Linked DNA regions of Siniperca chuatsi: region 1 is linked to region 2. The links are chromatin contacts, called in public Hi-C maps. All regions are on one chromosome and are shown on one strand. The core of a region is the stretch at or near the end of the contact, and the rest is flanking DNA. Distances in the headings are between cores, read along the strand shown. Region 1 holds the start of il11ra (interleukin-11 receptor subunit alpha). Region 2 overlaps il11ra (interleukin-11 receptor subunit alpha).

Region 1 (4,898 bases), core at 1,343-3,842, 40 kb before region 2:
AGGTTACTGTACTAAATGTTTAAGAGGAAGATGATTTACTTTGTCTAAAATTTTACAAAATGCGTAATAGAAACAGAACCAAAATTGAAGCCAAGAATCAGACATGTTATGATAAGATAAGTGGAAGATAAGTGATGTAGAAGTTAGAAGTAAAAGCAACATGAACAGAGATAACTAAATGATATACAAAAAACACCTGACAGCTCTGACAGAGGAAGCATAGATAAAGACAGGTGAGACAAAGGATAGGCAGATGGGAACAGACTGACAGGTACGTTGGCTCATACAGTAAGGCAGATGGACAGGCAGATAAGTTCAGCGTCACACAAAAAGACAGACTGAAAGAAAAGAGCCATGCAGATGGACAAGCAGTCAGAAAACAAGGAGCAGATGCAGTCCAGCCAACAACACCACCGCAAACTACAGCCTCAAAATTTACAAAAGGTTTGAATTAACACCACTCTGACACAGCCTGAACAAAAAAAATGGAACATTTTAAGCTTAAAAAAAGATGTGCTTGTTGCCGGCTAAATACTAAGAATAATTACATTAAAATGCACAGGTATTCTAACCCAAAAAGGCAAATAGATACACTTTTTTAGGGGTGTATGTACCATATAAATATGTAAATAGATACAGACTGAAAAACCAACATGCAGGAAGACAGACAGCAAAATTATTTTGGCAGTCACTGCTCTCCTGTTCCTAATGAGACGTACTGTAACTCTTCCAAGCTGCAACTAACAGGTCAGGGTCAGTAAGGGGGTGGCTGGGTTTATTCAAATTGGAAATCCCCTTTTTCAATGGAATAATTGATGTCAGTGTTGTTTGCCTGATGAGTGGACTGGACACCAGCTGCCAGAGTTTTCATCCAAGTTATTCTTGTCCAGTCTGTCCAGGTCAAAGGTCAAACTTACTTCACAAATAAACCAGCCTAAAACAGAGCACACAGCTTCGACCAATGTGTACTATTGTTTGTTATTTTTTAAATTGTTTTTCAAGGTGAGGAGAGAAATCATTTAGAGTCATAAATATTGTTAAATGTACAGTTTATATACTTTGAACAAATCATTTGATTACATTTTTTCTTATATCATTATGGCCATCACATTGTACTTCTTCTATACTGTATATTTGGTGTATGACATGAAAAACAGGTAGTATAGGTATGTGTTACTCAACCTATAGCGAACTGTAAAATCTGTATGAAATGTGCCATAATCACGGAAGACTTAAGACATTACAGTATAGACTCAGTTACCAGTTTATTAGGCAAACCTGTACAATTAAATGCAATCCAAAATAACACCCCTGCAATAAATCTTACCTTTGTGAAGCCTGAACCCCTCAGTTTCTGTTGACACGCATCAGAGAGGTGTTGATTCTACCCTACGGTTATTTTCAGCCTGTAGTGTTGCATTGGACTGTGTTACGCTGACAGATGTGTTTTTCAACCTCCATTTATATTCATGAGGGAGGATAAAAGGTCACTGCTGTCATCCAATTTATTGTCTGCTAAAGCATAGAGCACTGGGGCCATTAATGGATTTAATGTGTTTCTGTACTCATCACATAACAGGTAAGCGACATAAAGGATAAATAAATAAATAAATCAGTGACCTGTCTCATGAAGTAGGATTCACAATTTAGCTGGGTGATGAAAAGGGTCAGCTATTCGACAGCCAATCGTGATCTGTTTGACTGTAATGAGCTGGTCGAGGAAAACAGCATTTGTGGACTATAGTTGCTATATCCATTGCCTTTGTACACATATGTATACAATTAGTGGGGAAACAACACAGTTGACACAAAATGTGTCCTACATGTTCTTACCACGGCTGACGTTAATGTTTTTCTTCAGTCAGCAGTACATATAAATGCTAAATTAAATTCACGTTATCTCAGTGTATTTATCTTTGCACTTCATTTTACCAGTTTTTTCCCCTCTCCTCTCCTCAAACTGAGGCAAAAACAAAAAAATTGCATATAGTTGGATTATTTGAAAATGAGCTTGATTCAAATTAAATAAGATTACATTAATACATTAAAATGAGTGATTCATTTAATTAATAAATACAATAAAAAAAGAAATAGTCAAGTAATAGTTTAATCACTGGCTTTTATAGGTAAACCCACTGCATAAATAGTTTGGTCATTTGGCACATTCATTTCACCATCATCACCCAGGTGGGTGCTACACATGGTGGTGGCTGAGGTAAGTTTCCCCCTTCACGGAAGTGCTTGGAGTATCAAAGATAAGGTGCTATATAAATGTAATCCATTATCATTATTGTTATTGTTATTTCACCATAAACTAAAACTGCATTAATTTAAATTCATTTAAAAAAAAGTTTCCAGTACTACCTTGCAATGTCTGTTTGCTTTTTCACGTGAAAAGTGATGCAAATGTCAAACTATCATAATCCTGCTGCAAGAGACCTGTATCTGTTTTTCTATGCCACATTCCTTAGACCTCAGATCTGGGATCAGTGCTGATAGCTCAAACTCCATAATCCCTTTACAGTTAGGACCCGCCCACTCAGCCGGGTGATTGACAGCCGGCTCCTCCAACGAGGCGGCGGCCGACTTGTCTGGCCTCCTTCCGCCCCTTCTCCTCCTCCTTGTCCGACTTTGTTGCTCTGCTACCCCGCTAGTCCGTTTCCAGTCACGGGGAGCCGAAGAACAACTCGACAAAGTCCCGACCATGGAAGGAGACAACATAATAATGCCTGTTTGACTCGGGGAGATTTTCCAAGGTAAGTTTAGTGATTTAAATTGTTCAAACCGGGGAGGAGGGAAGCGGTGTGTGTGGGGGGCGAAAAGTTTATCCGCCTCACTACGCGGGACAGGAGGCAACAGGGGAAATTTACTCCAATGTTATTCACAGTGGGGATGTGTCATGCTGCTAGCTTGCATGTTGGCCCCTCTTTAGCTTGTGTAGCACCCTGAAGACTTGTTATATAACATTCTTTTAATTATATGCCCTATAATTATGCTTCCAACAATGTCCCATAGATGTCTGGCATTATTCTATCATTTATTGTAATTTTATGTCTGATAATTATGAGATAAACTGAACATGGGCTGTTTTCTTCACTGAAAACTGATAAAACATGTTGCTGCAACTGTGTTTTGGGTTCAAATTCAATTTAGGATCTTTGTTGGTGAAAGTTGTAGGAAGAAAGCAGCAGCACACAAGCAAATTATCAGATATTATTGAAGAAATTTTTAAAATTAAATTTAAAATGTATTATATTATTAGAATTAATGAACTCAAAAAAAGTCTTCAATTGGATAGATAAATAGCCTGTGTGTTATTTATGTGGCATGTGTGGGTTGTGAGCTGTATCTTTTTTATATATATATATATATATATATATATATATATATATATATATATATATATATGCAACACTATAGCTATGTGTCTTTTGATAGGGAAAGTAAGATAGAGAGCTACTATCAAAAGCACTGTTGTTGCACTGGCTTCGTTTACTTGTTTTGCTTCTAGCTCTCAAACACAAGCACAGAAACACACTTAGATGAAGCTTTGAAATCATGAGTCATCCAAATCACTTGTTGATGTGTTAAACAACATTAGTCTTCATCCTGCTTTTTATTTTTGTATATTTATGACAATTATAGTTCCGGGGCAAGAGTAAAGGTTAATGCACAGAGAAACAAATACTGTACACACATACAAAGAGACAGTGGGATGGGGTCTCACTACAGATGTGCATTCCTCCAGCCAGTGGAGTGATCAAGCCTTTAAATAGAGCTTAACAGGAATGCAAACAGACCAAGCAGAAAGACCAAGCCTAGGGGCGTCTCAGGAGTAGGAGAGGGGAGGTAGGTGGTAGAAGGAGGCAGAGAGACTAAGCTGCAAGCTCTTTTGCTCAAAATTAGCTCAATTTGTGGCTCTTTCTCAAATGTCTTCCAATTTTAAGTGAAATGTGGGTCAAAGTTCATGCTGTAAAGGGAGATACAACTCTTCTATTGCTTAAAACCACTGAGAAAGTAAAGGTTTAGTTGTTTAGGAAGAAGATTTAAATGTGGGATCTGTATTCTTGCATCACTATGTAACATTGCACATTGCGTATCAGTGTCAGAATTTGAACCTTACCCACAAATCCTGAAATGTGACATCAGTTTACGCTCTTGTTTATCAACCAGGCCAGTCTGCAATGCTTCGAAGAGATAGAGCACATGTTGTAGAGGGCTCTGAAGGAGACTTTAATTCATGCGTTGAAGCTTGTATTTCAGTTTTGAGTCGTTGTGTATTTGGTTTGGTTGTTTTTTGTTTGGCATTTTGTATTTTTATTTGAAAATGACATTTGATATGAACCAGTGGGGACATGATGTATTAATGTACTTATGTATGAAGGCCAAGTTAAGGTCGTGATTACCCCAAAGTAGGTGTAGGTGTTTCATGTATCAAGCTGCATCCAATTATGTATAACATCATTTAATTTAAATGTAAAAGCAGTTTTTTTTTTTTTTTTTAGCACATAGAATATTTGCACTTACACTCTTACTCATTGCTGCTTTAAATGTTAACAAAGGAGGAAATTTAGGGATTAATTAAGGATTTTAAGTCTGTTGTATAAGCTCAAACGTTACTCAAGGTGTTATTGGTTTGTTCGGTGCAGAGGAGTCATGATCAGTTGTTGAATGGTCAGAGTTTGGTATGTGTTGCCTTCTTTTGGGGTAAAGTTGTCCCCATCACATTTTGCTGTTTGATTGGGATTGGCCCAAACAGGATTGACTGTATTGACCAATTTATGACTTTCCTGCTTTTGTAGACAAATGGCTTGTCACTGTTGGTTGCTTGAGAAATGGAAGGGAAGAGTTTGCACTCGTAGACTGTAGTTTGTTGACTGTCTGTTGTCTGTTTATTT
Region 2 (4,663 bases), core at 1,244-3,743:
AAGCAAAAAATGATGCATCCAATTTTAAAGGCCATCTCCTTCCAAATCCACATTGCAAAGCTGTCCCATTTCCATCCCAAGTTGCTCCATATGTGGTTGAGAATATGTCCCGCTTCTGCCTGAATACTGATATTTTGTAACACTGAGGACTCTGTCAGTGTATCTTCTTCAGTCCTCAGTGTTCCAAAATCCATAGCACGCCAGTCACTTGTTTGTTTTGGGTCTTTGTGAAGTTAAGGCTGGAAGGACAAGACAATGTTGAATCTTCTGTAGTCAGTGACTCAATCTTATAGACAGGCAAAGACAATTAGCAGAAAGCAGCTCAAAGTTGTGCAAATCGACAGATTTTGGTGTTGATTCTTAGTGTGATCAACAGCATTTTTCAGATTACAAGGGCTCATTTTTTCAGTGTAAATATCAAAAATGTTTCTAAATGGAGTTTGAGAGTAAAAACTATATCTCTATCTTCTAAAAATGCTTAACTGCTTCTCTGTCTATTACTGAAGTGGTCTTCAAGTGGATTTGCTGATATAGAGTAACATTTTAATTGTGATAATAAACTTTCAGAAAAATAAAACACACTGGAACATCTTTATACTGTGTGCCAAAGTCTCCTCAGTCTAGTTTCTGCAGGATCCCTAACCTTGTATGGTCATGTTATTGTGATACTGTTGACTCTACTGGAAATGGTGGCGCTTAAATCACATTACAGACAATGCAGACACATGGTATGTCAGATTGTGCAGTGTGCAGATACTGTAAGCCAAACGACAATGTGCTTTAATATTTTATGTGATGTCTGTGTTTTAAGTGTCAGGTGTGCAGTATGGGCACTTGGAGTCAAATGTGACACTGGCATGCGGGAAGTCACAAATCAGGTAAAGAAAGAAAACTATTGCCTGTGTAGCTTAAAGTTGTGTTTTTTTTGTTCTCTAACGACAGAGATATTTCCAGCACAGTCATACGGGAGTTTGAAAGTAGCTACTAAATGTCAGTACAGCAGTTACATTTATTACATTCAAGAGTCGCACAGGAACAAATACATCATAAAAGTTGCAGTGATACCAATTTGTAAACCCATAGAAGCAGAAAATAGACTAGAATGCAGTGCAGCCACAAGAAATATTGAATTTTAAGTCAGTGGCACAGTACGATAAGTGCCTTCTTCAAGATTTGCTGAAAGACAATCTGAGAAATGTAGGAAATCCTGGACAAAATGTCAGTTTTAATGGTGGTCTGACAGTCAACATTTTTGTTTTCAAGGCAACAGAAGATAACTTATCGTGATACAAAGGCCCAGACAGTGCCTGCATTTTTAAATCCCCCCCAAAAAAGGCTAAATTATCCAATTTGAGAGCCAATGTATGCCAAATACTGTTAAACATAATTAGTAAAGAGGAACAGTGAACATCAGCTAAACCATCTTTAAAAACAATAAAAAAAGACAGATACCTATGATAATGTCCTTAAAGAGTTTAGTTCTAGTTTAGGTCTTGGGTTGAGCATAAGGCTTACAGGTCAGTGAGTGAAGTCCTCACAAGCATAATAACGAAACTCTAACATGTTCCCGACCAGGACACCTGTTGTGTGGCATCTGAACCACAACTCACCGTTGCCATGGCACAAAGTGACATCAGACGGAGCCTTAGTCCTGCTGCACGTCGACCACTCAGCGCAGGGCAACTACAGCTGCTATGACAACCGGGGGCTCCTCCTCCACTCTGTCAAACTCATGCTGGGATGTAAGTGTTGTTGTGACTTGTCCAGGTTCACAGTGCCTAATTTAGGAGTTATTACACTTTAACAGCTCTGCTGTACTTTTAGTCTCTCGCCATGGGACTACAGCTTTAAAAAATTACTTTTTGCAGCAGGAACATGCCGGTGTCCCTCGTGTTTTAGCCCCTACATGCAGAGACAGCATCCCAGTCCCTCACAGTTCAGTTCATTCTTTCGATAATTCAGCATAAAAGCATAAAAGAAGTTTCTGTTTCTCTTTCTCAGTCATTCTCATCTCTCTCTTGAGTTTGTCTAAACATATTTTCCTCTGTTTGTTTCTCAATCATCTATTTCTGTTTCTTTCTCTCCCCCCTTTTTTACATGAATGACTTTCTTCTCTCAACATCTAATTTATGCTGGCTCTCTGGTTGTAACAAGACATCTTATTACAACAGTGCAACAGTACAACAATAATCATAACAGAGCTGCTGGCCCTCAGAGGAAGCAGGTCTTATTGGCCGTGACATAGACAAAGCCCTCCACTTCCTGTAAATGTCTCAAACAGGAAGCAGCTCCCTAAGTAGGCTTCCTTTTTAGGGACAGGGAGTTTTCCATGGGACTAGCCTAGCCTGAAATATTTTGGTCCTTGATAGGAACACCAGGGTACAGAGCTGTTCATTTTAGACTTGAAGACAAGACAGAGAAACTTTTAAAACATTACATCTAATAGGGCCCTTAAAAAACAAACTCCCTGTCTGTCCTGAAAATGAGCTCTGTCTGACTCCCGTTTCCTAGATCCCCCTGGGCTGCTGAGCGTTTCCTGTCAAGTGCCCAATCACACGCATGTTCGCTGCTCCTGGGTGGAATCAGTAAAGACATTCCTGCCAGCCAAGTATAATGCCTCCTTCGGGTAAGAGTGAGTTACTGCAAGTGAAACAGTAATGCCCAAGGTCACATTCTGAATGGACTATGAAGAAACTAAATATAGTGCATGTGCCACAGAGTTACATTTTGAATGTCATGCATATAGAGTGGTATCCCAATTTGAACCCTCTCTGTCCTTCTCTGCTTCCCCTCTTCAGCATTCAGCTGTGGTGACCACTTGGTTATAACCGTCCTGCAGTTTCCAGCACACACTTAAGTTGTCTTTTACCCAACAGAACACAACACTTGACCATGTTTTGTCTCGTTTTCAAGGGGGAATGGTCAGGAGTGGAGGCCATGCATCATGGACATCGCCCGCAAGCACTGTGATGTAGATCACCCTGCCTTCTGGCAGACCATCCATACCCTGAGAATCATAGAGACTAATGGGCTTGGGTCCATGACAACATATGTCCGGTTTAAGTTAGATGAGCTATGTAAGATCACATTAAACGCACGCACACGCACACACACACACACACACACACACACACACACACACACACACACACACACACACACACACAGTTTTTCTCATTTTTGTTTCCAGTGCTCCACACCCAGCTTTACTGAAACAGGCTATAGCATTATTTAAAAAAAAAAATACTATTGTGATTGGCTGGCAATATTGCTGGCCCTGTCCCCTATATTATTCTTTACAGTTGTGACATCACACTGATTTAAAATCATTTAGTAAAGCAACTTCATGCTTCAATAGCACCTCCATTGTCTACTCTCCTTCCTTTGCCTAAAATCAATAGTTACAAAGGTTTATGTCCATAAAAGCTAAAAAGGCATATACTTTCACTATTTTCCAAATTTACATATGCACACGTTTTCACATGTACATGTATTTATTAGACCGGTACACAAACATTGCATTGGTCCTCATATAATGAACTCAATTAACTTTGTTTTGCTGCTTCTCTGTCTGCATGACGTTCTTGTTGCTCTTGAGCAGAGCCATTCAAAAGTCTTTAAAGCGGCTGGTGTACCTGTTAGATGTTCCTCAGTTTTTTCTTAACCTTTACATTCTCTTTGTCACAGTGGTATGAAGTGTGGTAAAAAACAAATAAAGAGATAAGAGTCTGTGGGATGGATAGTTCTAGTAATAGCAAGGTGATATAGGCATAAAAAAAGGTAATTTAATGAAGCACTTTTTGAATTAAAGTTGGATTCACTATATATTCCTTAAAGCTGCAAATATGGCTACACTAGGTCATTCATCCGAGAGAGAAACAACAGCAACTAAAAAAAAAAAAAAAAAGTCTGGTTCTAAAAGCAAACCAGTTGAAGAAATCATGCATTTATGTCTGAACAGGTGCTTTGATTTGCTTTGTTACATTCTGCCCTCTTGTACTCTAAATTGTGTCTAATGGTCTTTTAAATAGTATGCCAACCATAGTGGAAATAATTGTGGCTAAATCTTACTTTCTTTCTTTCTATCTGTCTTTCTTTGCAGTGAAACCAGACCCTCCAGAGTCAGTATTGGTGAAGGAGCTAGAAGGCTATCCAAAGAGGCTGATCGTCTCGTGGAACTTTCCCTCTTCCTGGCCGCTGCATGTTGCTTTCCCCCTTGTGTTTCATATCAGATACAGGCCACAAGGCTCTATATACTGGTCAGAGGTTAGTAAGCAAGGCCGAAGGTCATTTCATTTCAGTGTTGATGGGGGCGCAGTCTGGATTTAACTCTGAGCATCTCGTCAAACTAATACACTGAATACAGGCTGTAGTTTCTCACATTTTCACATTTTACCAGCAATTGAAACTAAACTTATGTACATTTATTTACTTACTGTGGTTGGTCACAAACAAAAACAACCTTGGTGGTTATTTTTGTAACCCAAGCCAGTCACAGAAAATAAATACTACTAAAAAGAAGAAAGAACATGGGATTGAAACAAAAATGATGGGGTATAATGATTCCCCCCCCCCGTCTCCACCAGAAATCATGCCTCATGAGCACCATGAAGTACTTAAGTTTAAAATGTGGTTTCATTAAATCCTACAATAAATCCCATCA

The links. Hi-C and Micro-C count contacts between places; a contact is called where the count stands out from the background.
Region 1: a Hi-C map of an unstated tissue shows a contact between it and region 2, with 5 times the contacts expected there. The contact joins the promoter of il11ra here to the enhancer-like site in region 2. A contact is called at or near these places in 3 of 3 Hi-C or Micro-C datasets (liver, skeletal muscle and an unstated tissue).

Annotation. Positions count from the first base shown.
Region 1 is chrLG18:18,737,568-18,742,465 of ASM2008510v1, reverse strand. It overlaps il11ra (interleukin-11 receptor subunit alpha), which reads left to right and starts at 2,592. Exons shown (of 12, transcript XM_044175500.1): 1 at 2,592-2,756.
Region 2 is chrLG18:18,697,416-18,702,078 of ASM2008510v1, reverse strand. il11ra (interleukin-11 receptor subunit alpha) reads left to right here. Exons shown (of 12, transcript XM_044175500.1): 3 at 812-878; 4 at 1,576-1,742; 5 at 2,512-2,626; 6 at 2,914-3,077; 7 at 4,103-4,266. Among protein-coding and RNA genes, the nearest start is that of tmem267, 20 kb to the right of the region's middle. Within about 2 kb of position 2,493, the one cell type or tissue checked has an H3K27ac peak away from gene starts, as active enhancers do. A contact at or near this core is called in liver, where this site is marked.